3 separate regions of the Mus musculus genome follow, and all the other regions are linked to region 1. A link is a contact called in public ChIA-PET data. All regions are on one chromosome and are shown on one strand. Each heading gives the region's core, a stretch centred on a gene start, on an enhancer-like site or on the middle of the called end of the contact. The rest is flanking DNA. Distances are from core to core; before and after follow the strand shown. Region 1 overlaps Slc25a40 (solute carrier family 25, member 40). Region 2 has its middle 14 kb from the start of Gm31449. Region 3 holds the start of Crot (carnitine O-octanoyltransferase).

Region 1 (4,376 bases), core at 1,041-3,540:
GATTTGAGTTCCTGCCCTGACCTTCTTCTACTGGATTATTACTTGGAAGTGTAAGATGAAATAAACCCTTTCCTAAAGTAAAATGGGAGTTTAAATCAAAGAACACATAAGGTTAAGAGGGGAAAAAATAGTGGGTGTATAAAGAAGGAAATGGGGGAAAACTAATAATAACACATCATACGCAGCTATGAAATTCTCAAACAAAAAACAACGAAATTTAACTTTTATTTTAAAATACAAACCATTGTGCTCCTCTGAAGATACCACAGTCTCAAGGCCTCCAGATGATCCACTGCATACAGGGCAAATAATATCAAAGTCTCAAGGCTTACAGGAGGTCCTCTGCAGGCAAGGCAACTGGGCAATAGACCCCACAGTCTGAAGGCCTCCGAGGAGAACAGTGATAAGCAGATCAAGAGCTTGACTGCTCCTGTGAAGACAAAACAGACTGAAGGCCTCACAGGAGATCTGCTGGAGCCAGGGCCACAGGCCTACCAGGAGACTGGCAGCAATCCAGGGACACAAGAGGCAGGCACCAAACAGAGACACCCAGTCCAGCTAATACCAGAGATAACCAGATGGTGAGAGGCAAATACAAGACCATAAGCAACACTATGCTCAGAGTAAAAGGCTGGGAAAAGGTCTTCCAAGCAAACGGTTCCAAGAAACAAGCTAGAGTTGCCATCCTAATATCCAATAAAATAGACTTTCAACTAAAAGTTATCAGTGAGATGAGGAAGGACATTTCATATTCATCAAAGTAAAAAATCCACCAAGAGAAAGTCTCAATTCTGAACATCTATGCCACAAATGCAAGGGCATCCACATTCATAAAAGAAACTTTAGTACAGCTCAAAGCACATGTTGCACCCCACACAATAATAGTGGGAGACTTCAACACCCCAACCTCATCAATGGACAGATCATGGAAACAGAAACTAAACAGAGGCACAGTGAAACTAATAGAGGTTATGAACCAAATGGATTTAACAGACATTTACAGAACATTTCACCCTAAAACAAAACAATATACCTCTTCTCAGCACCTCATGGTACCTTCTCCAAAACTGACCATATGATTGGGCACAAAACAGGCCTCAACCAATACAAGAAGACTGAAATAATCCCATGCATCCTATCAGACGATTACGAATTAAAGCTGGTCTTCAGTAAGAACCAAAACTACAGTAAGCCCACATACCCATGGAAACTGAACAACTCAAGTTGGTGATGCTTACCTCTGTAATTCCTGACCTCTTTCCTAGGTTTCCCATTTCCAGGGTTGTCTCCATTTGTGTTTTCTTTATTGTTTCCACTTCCACTTTTAGGTTTTGACTGCTTTATTCAATTCCTTCATCTGTTTGATTGTGTTTTCCTGTATTTCTTCCTTCCGTGGGGCCTTCCAACTGTGGGGTCTTAAGAGGGGTAGAGGAGCTAAGTATCCGTTGCCCTGGCTGCAGTAGATCTCCTGTGAGGCCTTTAGACTCTTTGGTTTTCAGAGGAGCAGTCAACTTGTTGCCCTGTGTGCAGATGTTCTCCAGGGAGGCCTATGGACTGTGGTTTCTGTTCCCCTGTGTACAGAACTCCAGGGAGGCTTTCAGACTGTTGGGTTACTTGCCCCAGTTGTCAGAACTGATTCTATCCTGTGTGGAACCTGGGGCTTGAACACAGGTTGTTATGCTTGGTGGCAAACATCTTTACCTATTGAGCTATCTTTCCAGATTTAAAATGTCTTAATAAATGTTGACAGATTAACAAATAAAAGCAACAGTCTCTAATTCTAAAATGGGAATTTTAGAATTCTAATTCTAATTTTGGAAAAATGTAAAAGTAATACAGTGAATAAAATTTTCATGTGTCCCTAAATTTATGCCCAAGAAAAGTAGAGAAAAAAAAATCATGTGTCATATGCAAGAACATTTTTGGGGAAAATTGAATTTTACTCCATTTTGTAAAAAGCCAGATATGTATTAGGTTAATGTGTATGTGGTTAAAGGTTTTAATACATTTCTTTAAAAACAGTATTTCAGTAATAAATTATGAGAACTTAACTTTTCTTTAACATTAAACCTTAAGTTTGTATCCTTTATAATAATCATCACTAGGATTGTCATTTTGCCCAAATCCCTAGAAAGAAGCAACTTGAGAGAAGTGTCCATTGTGGCTTATCCCCAGGAATGTAGCTTATCGTGGTGGCAGCAAGAGTGTGAAGCAGGCTGGTTACACTGCACTGCCAACCTAGAGAAAGAGTGCCAACCTGAAGCCCCACCCACAGTGACTCACTGTCTCCATCAAGGCTCTAGCTACTAAAGAACCCACAACTTCTAAAACAAGGCTACCAACTGTGGACTGAGTGTTTAAACATAGGCACGTATGAGGAACGTCTCACATTCAGGCAACAACCAACCACATGACAAAGAACGTGCATATACACTCTGCAAATCCCACGTGAATGCACCAAAAACCTAACAAGCATACAGGGTCAAAAGCTTAGTTTGTTACTATAATGTGATATCTGAGGATAGCCATTCAAGCCAACAATGGTTACATTAATTTAGAAGAGAAAAGTTTTGGAGAAAATTTAAAGAGTAATATTTATTTCAGAAACTAAATGTATTCAAATACTACTATAAAACAAAGTTATTTTCCAAATATTAATGCTAATGAGTTAAAAGTAGGGAAAATGTCATTTTTTAAAACAATTTCTTGTGTATGGGTGTTTTGCCTACACTCTTATGTATATAGACACGTATGTATATATACTACGTGTATGTAGTGCCTGTGGAAGCCCACTGGAACTGAAGCTACAGATAGTTGTGAAGTACCATGTGGTTGCTGGGAAAGGAACTCAGGTTCTCTGGAAGAGCAGTCAATGCTTGTAAGCTGAGCCAGATTTCCAGTCCCAATTTACACTTCTTATCCAGCTGCATGGCTTGCAATGTGTCACTAACAAAAATGTAGTTAACTTATTTTTGTCCTAATCACTTTTTTTTGGCAAGAATAGGGGACCTTTTCCCATATTAACAATAATACTATTTCAAATATGTTTCTATGCTCTGTTCCCTGCTCTTTTCTAACAATAAAAAAGAAATATAACAACTTAAGGGAAAGGTTAAGTTTAATAATGAACTTTCATGTATGTATTTCATAGCATTTTATAGTGATTGTATATGAAAGCCAGTGGTACTTCTAAGCAAGCACAACATATTTTAATTAAAAAAAAAAAAAGGAAAGGAAATCACTTTTGTGGTTTCTCTCTTCCTGTCAACTGTAATGCTAAGTGAAGGCCCCAAAGTAATTCTGATTGGAGAATAAAGATGCCAACAGCCAATAGCTGGGCAGAAGAGACACAGGTGGGCTTAGAGAGACCACAAGGAGAGAGCAGGAAGAAGGCACCAGGAATACAGGAAGAAGTATTGTGTGAAATGTTAAATGGTAATCCACACTATCACTGGCAAGGCACAGGAGGCCAGGCCAGGCCAGCCAGAGTTCTCCCACTAGGATGCTAAGTTCCCATGGTGGGATGTTGCCACCCATGGCCCACACTTCCCAATTCCCGTTGCTGGCTGGGGTGCCCTGTCGTCGTACTTTTCTCTGGATCCCAGTTGAGACTCCACTTGAAGAAAAACCACACAATCTTAGCTTAGGATCAACGGGTAACACAATGCTGGGCACAGAAACTATCTTCATAATTTTGTAAGCTACTTTAAGTTATATAAATTAAGTTATATATATTCTAACCTGATGTGTGTGTTTGTGTGTTCTGGGTACCTACATTGTGCCTCCAAGCTCTCTCTGGTCTAAAAGGAAGTCTTCTTTCTTCCTCTCCCCAACTGGGAAGTTCCACCTACTCCTCACCCAGTGATTGGCCCCTTGAAATCTTTATTCATTAGGGGAAGGTTCTGCCACAAAGAACATGCAGGATGGAGGCGAGCCACCATGGGCTAAGGGCCAAGAGAACATGGCCCAGAGGGCTGCCCCACTGGAGTTAGGAGTAACCCAGGGGGAACATAGTAAACAGTATGTGATAACTCAGGGTTATCAATAGGAAAGTAGATTCTAACAGCATGGAGGGTAGGCAGCTGCCCAGCTACTGTGCAGCTGTTATATGCCTAAGGCATATTAAAAGAATAAAGATTATGTGCATCTTTCATTGTATTTCATCTGACAACATAAACTGTCTAAGACAGAAAAGAAGGCCTGGGTCAGGATTTTAAAATTTTTACTACTACAAATCACAAATACACATCTGTATATATTAATATTTTAATGTAAACCAACACAGGATTGTAATGTAAAACAACATGGTACAATAAACCATGTATCATTTATTTCTGATGAAACATACAAACACTTTCCACTATGATACAAAATGC
Region 2 (4,376 bases), core at 784-3,283, 600 kb before region 1:
ACACAATGACTTTAGAAAGAGTCCAAAACAGTGTCGCGAATGACCTGGGCAGTCTAATGAAGGAGTGACCTCAGAAGACAGCCACCCCTTAGAGAGGTCAGGCAATTATGGATATAAGGTTGACTAAACACCTACTGGGCTTGCCTTACAAAGGCTGAAACCTAGAGACTAGGAGCAAGAATATGCCCAAACCTGGGGACAAACAGACCCATTATGAGTTTATGGTTCGGGATCCTTGACAAAGTTTCCTCTTTTCTCCTCTTCATTTATATCACCTTCAAAATGGAGATAAAAGAAGAGCACAGCGTCAGGTGGGTTTATAGAATGTATGCAATGTACAGAATCATGGTTCATTACTTCATGCAGGTCATGCTCCCTACTCTGGCTTAGGCAGGTGATGAATCACATCCTCCCAACTCTACTGTTGATTTTATGAGAGTACCAATAACTTCTCATGCATTTCATAGAGATAGCTTTAAAAGGCAAAGTAAGAGATAGTCTTAAGGACATGGTAGAAGCAGCAACAAAAATCAGGAGTAATGATGTCAGAAAGGAGGTGGCAGAGTGGGAAGAGGGGAGATGTGAGAGTCTAGCTAGTACTGGAATCCTACTTCTGAAACTTCTCTCTCTGAGCTGCTTCCTGGTGGTTTTCTATTATTTAAGAATTAGGTTTTGTTTTGTTTTGTTTTGTTTTGTTTTGTTTTTGGAGACAGGGTTTCTCTGTGTAGCCCTGGCTGTCCTAGAACTCACTCTGTAGACCAGGCTGGCCTCGAACTCAGAAATCCGCCTGCCTCTGCCTCCCAAGTGCTGGGATTAAAGGCGTACGCCACCACTGTAGCAGTATGAAGTAACACATACAGCCCATAGCGCACAACTGAAGTCAGAATGGCCCCAAAGTAGCTTGTAACATGAAGTCGTGCAGAGTATTCCTTAGTTTCTTCCATAAATATTCACTCAAAGAACGCTAACTAGTGCATCAAAAGCAGAGATTATTAACATAAGTTAAGAAGCCTTCACTAGGTGTTACCCAAGTGAGTTTATAGTTTTATATAAAAAGATTTTGAGGAGTAGACATAGCAGCACAGGAAACAACTGTACCCTCATACCACGTGGGCTCAGCACATGCGTGGTAGGCTGACGGCAGCTTAAATGCAACTGTCGGCCGATGTGGCTGTGCAGTCGAGCGCTTGCTTCCCACAGATAACGTACTGGCTTTCTTCCTCAGAACGGCCAGAGGGAAAGCTTCGTCTTATATTTCATACCTGCTACTCTTTTAACTGGAAAACGGGGAGCTGACATCGTCGCTTCCACTTGTAGCTGTCACTGTCAACTCTTATACCTGTTACAGAAGTCTTGCCTTGGGTTCTTACACTGGAAAACCAGAAACTCATAACTATTTCTGAACATGAAGATGATTCACGGTTTTCTTATTCAAGAGATATTTACAATAAACTTGTTTATAGCCTTTTATTCATTTATCAGGATTAAATTCTACAGCAGATTAATGGCTTTGACCCCGATGCGTCATCCTCACCATCTATATTAGCCTCAGAAAGAGACCAGAATAATGTTAATTCATTTTCCCCACCTTTTAGGAAACTCACGACCCTTTTCTGAAATTTGTTTTGCAGCTCCACATTGTTAGGAACATGGCTGCTTCAGACCATTGCTTGCATTCGTGGAAACAATCTTAGTGTGTGAAAGTAGGGCATGCTATTTGTTAGCAAACCAATTAATGAATCACTCTCCACACAGCCATTGTTAATGCCAGAGAGAAATATGCATGGCTTCCCTCTTTGCTGGGAAAATGATTTAGGGATTTTCCCCCAATAGAGTTAGGGAACCTGATTTTCTAATTTTAATCAACACTCAATTACTTTGCTTCCTCCAGTTTCTATTCCCCAAAATAGAAATCTTTGGGAATGGTTGAACTTTTAATTACATAAAACAATTTGTGTTTCCTCATCCAGGAGTGGAATTTGTTAGCAGTTTACACCACCCAGAGTTCAGTGTTGGGAGTTGCTAGTGCTTTCTGTTTCATTTTAACTACTCAGTCTCTGACTCAGTCTGCCCAGCAAACTTGTTTATAACCTCCGCTCTTTTGGATGAGGAGGAGTTTGCGCTTCAATTGATGTAGTTTTCAATTTATGCTTTTGCTTCTCCTTGCTTAAACTAGCTGAACATTCACCCCCTTCTACCTTTGATGTCACAGCAGCATCACAGCCCCTCCTTCCCTAGCGGGTGATGCGTTTGGTACAACATCTCCCAGAATGTACAGAAAACATTCAGTAAAAGTGCCAGGGAAACTTCAGGGAAGATACCAACTGCTGCCTCTGAAAAACTTTCACACTTCAACCTGTGTTTCTGTACTGAGAAACTTTCATACTTCAACCTGTGTTAGCTGTACTAAGAAAATACTTCTTACATCGTGTTAGAAATGAAGCAAAATTTTACAGTTTCCTAAGATATGAAATAAGGTTGCATTCCATGGTTTAGGTTTCCATTGAAAGAAGGGAGACTTTTGGTAGTGTGTTTATATTTTATTTTTTCGTGTGTGTGTGTGTGTGTGTGTGTGTGTGTGTGTGCGCGCGCTCGTGCGTTACTCAGAATGTGTGTAGACAACAGAGGACAACTTGCAAGGTTAAGTTATCTCCTCCCACCACGTGGGAGTGCAGGGATTGAACTCTGATGGTCAGGCTTGGCAGCAAATTCTTTTACCTACTGAGCCATCTTGCAAGCATTGGAGTTTTGATTGTTAACTCTACATAATAAAGGTTGGTGAATTATTGGCATACACACACACACACACACACACACACACACACATATACATATGTATATATCTAAATGCATAAGTATTATAACATATATGCATCCATATATATTAGTAATATAAAAATCAGGCAGAACAATTAGGATTAGTTTAATTACTAGTGAAGGAAGATAGCACCAGCCTGAAAGGAAAGGAGTTATAAAACGTATCAAGTAAAATTAGGAGATAAAAGATTCAGAGTAATCTGAGAGGTGGTGGTGAACACCTTTGATCCCTGCATTTGGGAGACAAAGGCAGATGGATCTCTGTGAGTTCAAGGCCAGCTTGGTCTACAGAGTAAGTTCCAGGACAGTCGCCTCTACCCAGAGAAATCCTGTCTCAAAAAACTAAGAAGGTCAAGTGTGAGATTAAACCTTAATATGATTGGGACTGGAAGATGCCTAGGTGATATATGATACCATAAACTTGTCAGTGCACAGCCAAGTCCTAACTGAAATGAGGTTTTGTCCTCCCCACCCAATTCCAGTCAACTCATTGGTTATGTATGACTACAGAGCACTTACTCTGTTCTGATCATCACACATTATATACATGTATTGAAGTGTCACAAAATACACCACAAATACATAAAATTAAGATGTGTCAATTAAGAAGAATCAACATAGGAACCAAAGGGTCTAGTGTATTCAGAAAGAGAGCCATTACACTCCTGGTGAGGAAGGCTGGTGAGGTTTTGAAGGAGAGATACAAAGGCTCTACGGTGACTTTTTCTCCCAGTGCCACCAGGTTTCACTGTTAGAGAAAAAATATTTAAGCTATGCGTTGTAGCATACTTCTGTAAATTGTACTCAGGAGACAAAGAAAGCAGATCACTGCAAGTTCCAGAGCAGCCTGGTCTAACACACAGTGAAACACTGGAAAGAAAGTGGGAGTCAAGGAGAAATAATGTAAAGAAAGGAAAGCATTCAGAGCCAAGACTAGTGAACAGGAGATTTTATCAATTAGGTGTTCTACAAAGGCTCGCACTTGGCAAGCTTTCCTTGGCTACTCTACATTAAACCTGGGGGTATGATGTAAGCTTACATAGGTCACTTATGACTATAGTCGATTTGATAAGGAATTGCTCTACTTGATCTTTGTACTGTGATAAACACTATGAACAAAAGCATCTCAGGGAGGAAAGGTTGACTTGTTTTACAGAGTCCATTATCAAAGGAAGCCAGGGAAGGAGGCAGAAACTGAAGCAGAGATCATAGAGGAATGATGCTTACTGGCTGCTCTCCATCGCTTACACAATCTTCTATGGCCTTGACCACATACCCAGGAATGGGACTGCCCAGAGCTGGCTCGGTCCTCCTACATCAACTATTAATCAAGAAAATCCTCCCATGCCCACAGGCCAATCTGATGGACACAGTTCCTTGGTTCCCCGCTCCTGAATCATTCTCTCTAGTTTGTGTCAATTTATGCTATTTCTACTACTACTAACTACCACTACAACTTCTTCTTCTCCTTCTTCTCCTTCTGTCATTTCAGGATGCAGGATAGACGGTTAGATGTGACAATTGCAGGTTAAACTGTTTTTTTGTTTTTTGTTTTTTGG
Region 3 (4,376 bases), core at 562-3,061, 540 kb before region 1:
TGAGCCAGCATGTAGTTGTTGGGATTTGAACTCAGGTCCTCTGGAAGAGCAGTTGGTGCTCTTACCTGCTGAGCCATCTCTCCAGCCCGAATGATTTTTTATATAACTTTAATAGTCAATTTTAAGACTTGGGACAAGTTGTTGCTATAAGACATACTCCAAAAGCTTGCAATATCTTCCTCAGCCATCAAGATCTGTCTATCCTGAGCTAAGAAATACAAGCTTGTTCAAATTTAATCTGAGTGCTACCGATTTTAAATTTGACATTAAAATATCTATTATACATTTGGTAGAAAACATTTTCAGGACTCTGCTTAATTACAGTTTTACAGAGATGGTCATTTTTCTCACATTCTCCAGGTTCTACTGATTTTTTTCAGTCCCGAGGTTGTTTTCTTTTTATGAGAAGCCAAGATCTTCATGGAGACACCGTTTCTGCTTAACAAAACCAGGAAGAAGAGAAACTTGCAGCAGGGCTTGAATGTAGCTCAGTGTTAAAGACCCTGCATAAAGGCCTGGTTTGGTGAGATTACCAAACTCACAAAAACAGTGAAGGTGAGTGACCCTAAATTCTTTGCCACCAGCAAACATTCAATATGCGTAAACTTCTAAAGAGGTGCCAAAATTTTTTTTACTAAAAAAAAAAAAAAAAAAAAAAAAAAAAGACAATGAAGGTTTCTGAGAAATCCAGTCAGTCTAAGAATTCTATTTTCGAAGCATAATATAATATCCGGAACGGAACACTTACATACTATGAGGGGGAAAAGTTCTTTAACACAGTCACTTTGACAAGCTTAGAGAGATTATCCAGCTTGATTATGTAATACCTCCAGCAACGCTGTGCAGTCATGAAACATATTAGTAATTCTGCGGGAAACTCAAAAGGATTTCGGAAAGACAGCAGCTTTTAATATACTAATTTGAAATGAAGTCATTAAACTGTTGAATAACTTAACTATGCAGGAGCAGGTAAAATATTTTTCCTTCCACGAAAACAAAACAGAAGTACAAATAAAAAGTGTATATAAGTTTAAAATTGTATCAATTTATTTCAGGAGGTAAATGAAAAAAAGGGCATTGACCTGTGAAACTAAAAATACCTCATAGTCTTCCTCTAGGACGTGCTAGCTTTTTAAAAACGCAACTTCTTGGATGATAAAAATATTCAGGCAAGGCCAAAGCTTGAAGCTTGACCATCGCTAGAGACTGCAAGGGCTTGCCCTAGATGGCTGGGAGTTGGCCAAATCTTAAGTCTCAAAGAGGCGACGAGGCCAAACCGGATCCATTCGCCTGCTATTCTCTTGCCAGCACACAGGGTAGACAAAATAAAATGTCTCAGTATAAATTCTTAAATTTATATCTAAAGTAGTATAAATGCTTGCCTGGGCCATGCAAAGGAGGCTGGCACAAAGAAGGGGGAGCGACTGGGAAGAAAGAACACAGCGCCAAGCCCCTAAGAGTTCGGCGAAAAGCAGGCTGAGCCGTGGGCCTCCTTACGCAGCCACAGGGCTGTGCCCGAGAGTGGGTAGATCTCTGGACGGAGGCCAATCTCCCGCAGCATCCGGAAGGAAGCTGCTGTAGCGGGGACTGCAGGGCGCTTATCTGACTTTCTGCTGCGTTCCCGGGGTCTGCAGCCTAGGACGCCACCAGAGCCCGAGAACCCGGCGGGGGCGGGACCAGCAAGCCTCGACAGCCCACCCCTTCCAGCGCGGGGTGGGACCCTCGCGGCTTCCCGTCCAATCCCGTTCCCCGACGCGCACAGGGCGGGACCCTCGCGGTTTTCCGTTCTGGTCCGGCCTCAGGACAGCCCAGAGCCTGCAGGCCGACGCAGAGGGACAAGAGGGGCGCGGGAGGTGAGGATTCTGGGGCCGGCTGCTCGCTCTCCTTCCCCTCCCACATGGCGAGGGGGTCGAAGGGTATTGCAGTAGCAGGAAGCCGAGCTGAGTGCAGTCGGGCTGTGCGCCCAGGCGCCCCGTCTGGCGCGGGCGTGGTGCCCCCCCCCCCCCCCGAGCATCTTGCCCTTCTGGTTTGGGGTGTCCTCTCTCAGTTGCACCGGCCTCGCTAGAGTGCTAGAGTGCTAGAGTGCTTGATCGATTGGTTGGTTTTGCGTGTGCATGTTTCTTGGTTTTTCTCCCCTTGTCCTTATCCTCGGTGAGAAGCTGCCCTTGTTTTGGTGGGAGGAGTTTCTGAACTTTATTGCTTTCTGCTTCTGCTGCAACCTCCCCGCGGGCACCGGAAGGTTCCCTGTGCCCCTTGGGTCCATCTGATAGGCTGCTTGGAACATAGCTAGCTCTGTAGTGATATAAATCTCATGTCTAGCAGATGTCCGTTCTCTGTATTTCCAGCTTCTGTCACTATCCTCTTCTCCTTTCCTGATCTTTACTTGAGTGTATTTCTTCCTTTCCACAGTCACCAGGCTTGGCCAGTTCGGGTTCCCTGTGGTTTCCTTTCCGAATTGTTCAAGCAGGCTCCTGGAGGTCCTGAGCACTTCTTCGTGGTTTACTGGTATGTGACCCTATTTGTTTACTTCCTGGTTCTATTTTCCCACCTCTCTCGCGTTCACATCACCTTGCTTTCAGAAAGTCCACTGTCATCGTTTTCTTAATTTTATTGGAATCGTTTAACTAGTTTTATATGGTTGAAAACTTAAGACAACTCTTAAAGAATCTGTAGTCGGCTTAACCTTGCAGGGGCTAAGCACTGCAGCAGGCATAAAATTAGTACTCTGGTCTTCTTTGTGGGATCTGTTAAATGACAAGGAAGTGTAATGAGATCAGCTTGCCCGGCATGCTTGCATTAGTTTCCTATTGCTGTTACAGCAGACAGTGACATGTTTAGCGGTTAAAGGAACACAGACTTTGAGTTTCTGAAGATCTGAAGTCCGAGCAAGCTTAGCTGCTTACCCTGCATGGACGCACAAAAGGAGAGACCAGGGTTTCTGTTATGAGTTACTTTCTGAAGTTTTAGGGGGAGACTCCCTTTTCAGGTTCATTCGAGTTGGCAGAGTCTAACCCCTGTTCACTTGCATTAGGATTAATCCCATTTCCTGCAAGTCCTGTTTGTCTCTGAGTTCGTTAAGGACATGGATGTAGACACAGATCATTAAAGACATAGATGTAGACACAGAGGTGTGGCAGTATCTCTGCTCAAGCACTCAAATGATTAGGTTAGGTCCTCTCTATTTTAAGCCTTTTTTTTTTTTTTTTTTTTTTTGTAGGTGAAACCCAGTTGCAACCATAGGAGTAATGATGTTCTATCATAATGACAAGTTCTGGGGACTAAAAAGAGTAGGTAGGAGTTAGGTCATCATAACAATTCTGCCCATTATAGTCCATAATATAGTTGTTTCAGGATGAGTTGTTTTTATGGCATTAAAAAGTCTGATGACTAATTATATGGTTATACATGCCAAGATAAAGAGATTCAATTAAAGTTACTTGCCTAGAGCTGGGTGGGTGTTGGTGGCATATATTCCCAGCACTAGGGAGTCAGAGGCAGGCTGACCCATGTGAATTCAGGCAAGCCTGTCTGACAAAAGTTAGTTCCAAGCCTGCCTGGGGTATATAGTAATATTCTAACCCCCCCCCCCAAAAAAAAGACAAATTTTGAGGCTCAGTGAGATGGCTCATTGGATATTGACACCTGCAGGCAAACCTGATGACCCAAGTGTGATCCCCAGGACCCACATGGTAGAAAAGAGAATGAACTCCTGGGAGCTGTCCTTTGACTTCCCCGTGTGTGCTATGGCAGCCCACTACCAAATAAACGGTCCTGTTTTTTCTAGTCATTTGCCTAGGAGCAAATGGTTAGAACATGGCTGAGTCTATATTTAAGACCGAGATCCTAAATATTCTGTTAGATCCAAAGTGGTTTATCAATATTCAAATGGGATGTAAGCAGTAAAACGGAAGGGGTGGAGCTTTGAGGTCCTATGCACTGTCTGGTTATGTTACTGGAACAGTAGAACCTCCTCGCTGTAACAAAGCCAACAAGACATGGTATTAAGAAAGCAAGAGGGCTCTGTTGTTATCATCTAGTCTCACTATACTACCCTGGGCTGAAGCGTCCTCTTGCTACTGCAGCTAGGTACATGCCACCATACCCAGCACTGCGCCTTGTCCTCTCCTTCCCTTTCCTTTCACATCTAGAAGTAGGACCAGAAAGGTGATTCTGGCAATATGGCTTCTGTAAATGGGTCCAAGGTGCTTGTTCTGGTTGGCAGCCAGCTGGGTCAGCACTGAGACGGAGATAAAGAGTAATATATACAGCAAAAATTTTAGATTTGGTTAATAATGGGAGAAAAAGATATTAGTCAAAAATAATCCGCCATGCCTTTGTTTTTGATATTGTTAACTTTTTTGTTTTGTTTTGTTTGT

What was found. ChIA-PET counts read pairs in DNA pulled down with a chosen protein or histone mark.
Region 2: a contact with region 1 is called in an RNA polymerase II ChIA-PET map of effector CD8 T cells, with 8 times the contacts expected there. The contact joins two enhancer-like sites. A contact is called at or near these places in 2 of 115 datasets of contacts at active chromatin or transcription factors (effector CD8 T cells and memory CD8 T cells).
Region 3: an RNA polymerase II ChIA-PET map of effector CD8 T cells shows a contact between it and region 1, with 15 read pairs. The contact joins the promoter of Crot here to the enhancer-like site in region 1. A contact is called at or near these places in 15 of 39 promoter capture datasets (the 3T3-L1 cell line, 3T3-L1-derived adipocytes, the C10 cell line and 8 more), 10 of 115 datasets of contacts at active chromatin or transcription factors (the SCID.adh cell line, bone marrow-derived macrophages, effector CD8 T cells and 5 more) and 2 of 9 other capture datasets (adipose tissue and liver).

The regions. Positions count from the first base shown.
Region 1 is chr5:8,454,670-8,459,045 of GRCm38.p6, reverse strand. Slc25a40 (solute carrier family 25, member 40) reads right to left here. Exons shown (of 12, transcript NM_178766.5): 12 at 4,207-4,376. Among named protein-coding and RNA genes, the nearest start is that of Slc25a40, 34 kb to the right of the region's middle. Within about 2 kb of position 2,290, at least 51 of the 459 cell types and tissues checked have an H3K27ac peak or open chromatin away from gene starts, as enhancers often do. A contact at or near this core is called in the SCID.adh cell line, effector CD8 T cells, memory CD8 T cells and 1 more, where this site is marked.
Region 2 is chr5:9,057,183-9,061,558 of GRCm38.p6, reverse strand. No RefSeq gene overlaps it. Among named protein-coding and RNA genes, the nearest start is that of Gm31449, 14 kb to the left of the region's middle. Within about 2 kb of position 2,033, at least 36 of the 459 cell types and tissues checked have an H3K27ac peak or open chromatin away from gene starts, as enhancers often do. A contact at or near this core is called in effector CD8 T cells and memory CD8 T cells, where this site is marked.
Region 3 is chr5:8,994,581-8,998,956 of GRCm38.p6, reverse strand. It overlaps Crot (carnitine O-octanoyltransferase), which reads left to right and starts at 1,811. Exons shown (of 18, transcript NM_023733.3): 1 at 1,811-1,853; 2 at 2,410-2,505.